Regions from separate parts of the Mus musculus genome. Here region 1 is linked to region 2. A link is a contact called in public HiChIP or PLAC-seq data. All regions are on one chromosome and are shown on one strand. The core of a region is the stretch at or near the end of the contact, and the rest is flanking DNA. Distances in the headings are between cores, read along the strand shown. Region 1 has its middle 20 kb from the start of 9530027J09Rik. Region 2 holds the start of Xpnpep2 (X-prolyl aminopeptidase (aminopeptidase P) 2, membrane-bound).

What was found. HiChIP or PLAC-seq counts read pairs in DNA pulled down with a chosen protein or histone mark.
Region 1: a contact with region 2 is called in an H3K27ac HiChIP or PLAC-seq map of embryonic stem cells, with 5 read pairs. The contact joins the enhancer-like site here to the promoter of Xpnpep2 in region 2. A contact is called at or near these places in 6 of 39 promoter capture datasets (the C10 cell line, the HPC-7 cell line, embryonic stem cells and 3 more), 4 of 115 datasets of contacts at active chromatin or transcription factors (embryonic stem cells and memory CD8 T cells) and 2 of 9 other capture datasets (adipose tissue and liver).

Annotation. Positions count from the first base shown.
Region 1 is chrX:48,303,224-48,306,870 of GRCm38.p6, forward strand. No RefSeq gene overlaps it. Among named protein-coding and RNA genes, the nearest start is that of 9530027J09Rik, 20 kb to the left of the region's middle. Within about 2 kb of position 2,333, at least 6 of the 459 cell types and tissues checked have an H3K27ac peak or open chromatin away from gene starts, as enhancers often do. A contact at or near this core is called in embryonic stem cells, where this site is marked.
Region 2 is chrX:48,106,938-48,110,485 of GRCm38.p6, forward strand. It overlaps Xpnpep2 (X-prolyl aminopeptidase (aminopeptidase P) 2, membrane-bound), which reads left to right and starts at 1,788. Exons shown (of 21, transcript NM_133213.2): 1 at 1,788-2,257. The coding sequence starts at 2,209.

The DNA.
Region 1 (3,647 bases), core at 1,083-3,582, 200 kb after region 2:
TTAATCTTGGCCGTTGCTGCATTGTTCATGGCTGAGGCCACCCGGTTCGAGAGAAAGAGAACAGTTTTTACGTTTTTATAGAGCTAAATCTATGTCGTCCATCATTGTCCCTTCAATTACTTGTACGCCTAAAACACCTGCCCCTACTTCCAAGATCAGAAGCATGGTCACCTATTTTCTTCTGGATTGTCTATGGCCTTATTTGAGATCTTTCCTACTTTCTTTTCTGTTTTTATTTTTGTCTTGTTTCTTTTGTTGTTTTGTTTTGTTTTGTTTTGTTTTTGAGACGGAGTCTCTCTGTGTAGCTTTGGCTGTTCTGGAACTCACTCTGTAGACCAGGCTGGTCTTGAATTCACAGAGATGCGCCTGTTGAGGCCAGTCACGGTCCGTCACTTTACGACAGAGTAAACAACAAGCGTAAGCTTTTCTTTGAGACGGGGTCTCAAGGAGCTCAGACAGGATTTGAATTCATTCACCAGGCAGATAAGGACGAACTTGAACATCTTCCTGTCTCCACCTCCTACGTACTGGGATTGCAGGCGTTCTCCAGCATATCTGGTTTATGGGGTGTTAGGGATCAAGCTTAAGGCTTGCCGATGATAAGCAAACACTCTGCAAACTGAGTTACATCTCCAGCCCGAGCATGGTCTTTAAAGCAAAGGAAGCTGGTACCAAGTCTCAGCTTCACCCAGTACTTACTGACTAGCTGTGTGATCGAAGGTATCTTCAGCTTTGTCTATAAAATGGTGATACTAACAGCCTGTGAGATGGCTCTGAAGGTAAAGTTACTGGCCACCAAGCCTGATCTGAGTTAACCCTGGGGATCCAAGTGGTAGAGGAAGAAAACAGACTCCCAAAAGTCGTCATTTGGTCTCCACATGTGTGACATGGGACACCTCCATAAATAAATAAATAAATAAATAAATAAATAAATAAATGAATAAATAAATAAATGTGTTTTTTAATGGAGATACTAGCTGAGCATAGTGGTATCTGTAACCCCCAACACTGGAGAAGTAGAGGCAAGAGAATCACTTTTTCTTTTCTCTCTTTCTTTCTTCCTTTCTTTTTTTTCTTTCTTTCCTTTTTTTTTTTTTTTTTTTTTGTTGTTGTTATTTGGCTTGACTTTTCAACACAGGGTTTCTATATGTAGCCTTAGCTGCCCTGTAACTCTATCTGTAGACCAGACGGGCCTCCTTGAGCTCCCAAAGATTCACCTGCTTTGACATCCCAAATGCTAAGATTAAAGGAGTAGAACCTTGTCCAAAAAAAAAAAAAAAGAAAAAAAAAAAGGCAAGTCAGCAACTGACCCAGGCATAGTGGCACACCAGGCATAGTGGTACGCACTTTTAATCCCAGCACTTGAGAAGCAGAGGCAGGCAGATCTCTGTGAATTTGAGTTCAAAGCCAGCCTGTTCTATGTTATGAGTTCCAGGCTACCCAAAGCTGCATAGTGAAACCATGACTTAAAAAAAAAGTCAGAGCCAGGCATGGTGGCGCACACCTTTAATCCCAGCACTTGGGAGGCAGAGGCAGGTGGATTTCTGAGTTCGAGGCCAGCCTGGTCTACAAAGTGAGTTCCAGGACTGCCAGGGCTGTAGAGAAACTCTGTCTCGAAAAACCAAAACCAAAACCAAAAACAAAAAAAGTCAGTAACTATAATGAACAGTTTGAGGTTTTTTTTTAAAGGTTTTTGGGGTACTATTTTTAATGAAGTGTGTGTCGGGGGTGTACACAGGTGGCCTCAGATCCCAGTGGGACTGGGGCTCTATGAAATTGTGAAACCACCTGATAAGGATTTTTGGAGCTAAACTCGGGTCCAGTTCAAGAGCTTTAAGAGCATGTGCTCTAACCACTTAGCCATCTCTCCAGCACTGATATTCCTAGTTTTGGTGGCTCAATATCCCAGTTCCCAGATAATTTAAAGTAAGTCCACTAGCAGCTAGGTCAAATATGCCACCTAGAGCTTGCTAGCCAGATACTATAGCTCCCTCTGGATTTTAGCATTACAATGCTTGGAGCGGAGGGGCGGGCGGGTGGGGGCGGGAGTGGCAGGGGAGGAGCAATGAATCCTGAAGGTACCTGTGTCTAGAATAGCAGCAAGTCTCTGAAGGGGACCCCAGTGTCAAGGCATCCTAAGCAAGTCAGGCCTGTGACATGGACCTGGCTGTACAGCATTCCTCTTTATGAAGCTGATGCTTCGTGGTTTTTGTTTTGTTGTTGTTGTTGTTGTTGTTTGGGGGTTGTTTTTGAGCAGGTCTTGTGCAACTTAGAGCTGGCCTCAAAATTGCTTTGTAGCTGAAGCTGACCTTGAACTTCTGACCTCCCTGCCTCCAGTTCTTGCTGGAATTAGAGGTGTGTGCCACCATGCTCAGGTTTCTCTGGCACTGGGGCTAGGACACAGGGATTCATAACATGCTAGAGGAGTACTTCACTAACCGAGCTGTTTCTCTGCCCCGGTTCTTCGCAGTTTTAGTCACCACAAGATCACAGATAGCTGCCAGCAAAAAGCTTTGTGTGCTTTCATTAGGACTAGGTGCCGTATCTTGCAACCAAGAACTTGACTGAGTAGCTAGCTCAGTGTTAGGGCACATGCTTAGTATGTGTATGGCCTTAGGCTTCATCCCCCAGTCCCATCTCTGAAAGCCATCACTAACTGGTTATCACTATATCACTTTACGATTTTCTTGGGTGATGACATGAAGTGCTAACTTATTTTCCTCCAATAGTCACACACTGCAAAACCATTCACTAAACAATACATTCTTTTCTACTGATTTAAGATGAACATTTCACCTTAAAATTAACTCTCACCCCCAGGATTGCCCCTTTGACCCCATTCCTCCTAGAACTCTGGTAGGTTTTTCCTTTTTTTTCTCATTCCCTGGAGCCCAGACCTGCCTGCTCCAGACCAAACCTTCTGGCCAAGGACTAAGGACACCTCTGTCCTGAAGCTAGAGGGCCACCTTTCAGGGACATGCCTGGTGAGCTTTACTAACACCATAGTAAGCCATCTACTTGATGGTTCTACTCTCAGATTAGAGAAACTCAGAAATGTAATTGTCAAGACTTTACCTAAGGAAGAAAGAAATGGCCTAAGGAAAGCTCCCCCTTCCTCTCCACACCCTCTCCTAGTCCCTTATATCTTTTACCACTCAGCTGGGAAAGGGCTACAGTACCTTTCCTCTCCATCAGGTCCCTAAGGCCTGATGGTGGCTACAGTGCTTACATTCTGGCCTACCATTTGGGTGAAAGCAAAATTGAGTTTAGGGCACAACCTTGATGGCATGCAAGTTGCCTCTCTAGCCTTCTGAAGACCGTGGTGGGAAGATCTCAAGTTCTAGGCCAGCTTGGAGTACATAGCGAGAAGGTAACCCCACCCCTCAACATACACACCCAAAACTGAGTTTACAGGAGATGTAGGTCAGCTAGTGTGGCACTTGCTTTGCACGCATAAAACCAGGTGGTACTCGACTCTACTCCTAGAACTTGGAAGAGAAGAGGCAGGAGGATCAGACCATGAGTGACATCTTTGGTTATGTACAGTGAGTCCAGGCCAACGTAGGATTCATGAGATCTATCTCAAAAACAGACCTGTGAGTGCTACCAAGCATTGGAGGTGCTAACTCTGGTTAGCAGAAACATAA
Region 2 (3,548 bases), core at 538-3,037:
CAACGCCCAAGGCCACACAGATGACCGTAGACAGTAACTGTCCCCGAAAGGCTATCTCTGCATGAACCCGTGCTTGTCCTGTGAGGTATTTGCTCCAGCCTAAACAGGAGGTGAGTGCCTTTGAGTGGCCATTTCCTCTATCCTCCGATTTCTGGGAATTACGTCTTCACCAGTCATGGAAAGGGTGGGAAAGAGGGGACAGGATGGAGGGGAAGACAAGAGCTTTGGCAGTCATGGAATGACACAGAGTTCTCTCCCAGTTCTTGGCCCTGAGGCTGGGGTCTTCTGCCCTTTGCTTTCCCCTGAAGACAGAGGTCAAGGAGTATCCTCACTTAGCTTGACTCTGCCTTGTCAGGGGGTCCCAGAAAGACCCCCCTTCCCTCTACAGAAGGCTCTACCTCATCGTTCTTTTCTATTGCTTGATAATTTCATACACACATAAAATGTATTTTGATCAAAGCACCCCTATTCTTTCCACTCCAACTCCTCTACTATCCCATGTACCTTTTTCCCCTCCCAACATACTGCACCTTTTTTTTTTTTAAATACTCTGAGTCCAGTTAGTGGGTGTGGGAATACCCACTGGAGCACGGAAAGCCTCTTAGGAGCACATATCTGAAAACAGACTCTCCCTCTCTTAAAGGCAATCAGTTACCTCAGAGAAGGGTGGGACTTCACGAACCCCCCCCCCCAAATCTCCCGTAGGAATGAATGCTTCATCATTCTTAAATGGATTGTTGAAAGCCACCAACAATTTATTATGGTTACATTAGAAATAAAGTCAAAGCTAGACATGATGGTCAATGCCTGTAACCCTAGTAGCCAGGAGGCTGAGGCAGGAGGATTATAAAATCAAGACTAGACTGGGCTGGTTTTTTTGTTTTGTTTTGTTTTGGTTTGGTTTGTTTTGGTTTGGTTTTTTTGAGACAGGGTTTCTCTTTGTAGTCCTGGCTATCCTGGAACTCACTTTGTAGAGCAGGCTGACCTTGAACTCAGAAATCTGCCTGCCTCTGACTCCCAAATGCTGGGATTAAAGGTGTGTGCCACCACCACATGGCTGGGCTGATCTTTTGCTACAAAACCCCTTATTGAAATGAATCATTGTTACTTGGAAGAATTTCTTTCTGGGCTCACAGGACCCCAGAGGTTCTAGAGAGCCTTTCCTTGGAGCTGTCTTAGAATCAGTGTGGCGTGACACTCCCTGATGGGACAGAGTACAGGGGGTGAGTGCATGTGCCTGCCAGCACACACACACACACACACACACACACACACACACACACACACATGATTTCTGCTTTTCAGCTTTCTGCTTCCCTCCCAGTGAGTTCTGTTCGGGAAGCTATGTCAAGAGTATTTCCAGTTTGCTGTCTTCTCAGACCCCTCAGACTCCTCCTTTGGGGTATTCTAACTTCAGCTGCATCCCCTGGTCCCTGCAGATATTTGGGCCTTCAAAGGCATTCCAGATATCAAGGCCCCTAAGCAGCTTAGGCTTTGCAAAGCCCAGAACATGCAGCTGAATGGCACTGGGGGATCCCCAGGGAAGGTCTGCTGGTATATTTTAGGATGGACTAGTGGGGAAAGTCATGCCACCAATTGTAACTCAGTTACCAGTTGTAAGACAGTAACCCCTCTCCCCAGTTGCAATCAACATTCCTGATCTGGGTGTGGGAGTGGGAGAACACTCATACACTCATTCACTGGCTTTTTTTTTTTTGACACAGGAGGGCTTAGAGGAGGAATAGAAGTAGGAGCAAATATCTATCCCAAAGCAAAAGCAGGGCTGCACCAGTGCCTGATGTGAGCTAATAGGAAACAGCTTGCTGGAGGGTGGGGAACAGAATTCAGAAACTGCTAGGGTAGAGCTGCTGAAGAGGGGGGCTGGGAGAGGCTGGGTGATTGAGACCAGCTGTTGCTCGTCCATCTCAGAGATCTTTGGACTCTGCCCAGGGGCAGGCTCACACCCTACCTACCCTAAGCCACAAGAAACCAGCACAGGTTGCTTGGGCAGCCCGAGGCACACTCTCCACGGTGGCTTCCCAGACTTCCTGAAACAAAAGATTACAGAAGGATCCTCATCTAACATCGAGACACAGCCATCAACCTTATTTGCTTCTGCCCAGGAAAGGCCTGGAAGAAGAGGCCACCAAACAACCCAACCCTCTCTCCAGTCCCTTGATCTACTCGTCGCCTGCATCTGGAGACCCAATGGCCCAAGCCTACTGGCAGTGCTACCCCTGGCTTGTTCTCCTCTGTGGTATGTGCACCCCAGCCACTCCCAGCAGGCAGCTCTGATCTCTCTCTCTCTCTCCAGGCTCAGAAAAGTTTGGAGTAAGGGCTAGGACCCAGGTTATCTTTTTTTCTCTTTGTCACTTTATCTTGCAGAAAAGGCCCCTGGTGGGGCCTTCATGACTTGGATCAAATCTAGTTTGGCCCCTTTCCATGCCCAGACAAAGTGATTGCGTCACTTGTGAGGTTGATGGCTTTTTAAAAATGACTGCACGAAAGGCCTTGCAGAAGGGAGCCAGGTGGAACACACACACAACACAGTCTGTTAGGGATGTAGAACTAGTGAGTACTGGAGGGCTTGCTGCCAGAAAGTTACTAAGAGGAATCCTTGAGGTCCAAGGATGGCGTATTCTTGCTAAACTGACTTAACAGGATTCTTACTGAAGGCTGGCCAAGGTGATGAGGTACTAAGGGGTGGGGAATAAAGACTCTGATCTGATCTTGAAGGTGATCAGATATTGAAGGGTGGAAGTTTTCTCTAAACTGACTTAGCAGAATTCTTGCTAGGACAATAAAGACCTGGCAGGACAGGGCAGGTACAATAGGTCAATGTTGAGGTTTTGTCAAGAAAAGAGATCAAGGGGAGATGTGACATAACCTGTGGCCTGTTTGTTTCCAAATAAGTACCCAGTTCAGCTTCCCATCACTATCCCTGGTCCTAGGAAAATATTTCTCTTTGTCCTCTGACAGCAGGACCTGTTGATTAATTCAGCATCCAGTTATCTCGTTGGTACCACCCTGTACCAAAGAAAACAGAGAGAATGATAGACCCTGGCTGGTATTCAGATGAACGTGGATTGGCTAGGTCTCACTTCCTATGTTGGCATGTTAGCACTGCTATTTTGCTGGAGAGCTGCTCCGCCAGAATTGGGAGTGCATTTTCTTAGATGAACAGTATGGGTATCATCGCTTCTTTGAATTTATGAGACCAAGTCATTCAAGCAGAGCTTTCATGATGTTCCAGCCCAGCTCCTTTCCTTCTATCTGCTTCTCAAGCCACTTATAAGGTATGGCAACTCCATCCTTCCATGGCCCCAGGGAAGTATGTCCCTTTATAAGTGTCAAGAGGTAGAAAGAAGGGCTGTAAGAGATCACTGGACTTTCAGGTTAGGAAGGATCTCTTTTAAACAGTTCTGGTGCCTGGCACACAGTAGGCACTTAAAATAACATTTTTTTCAGTGAATATTGGGTTGCTTTCTCAGGTTCATACCAAATTTGGTACAGAGCCCAAACAGGAAAATAAACCTCCATAGACTGTG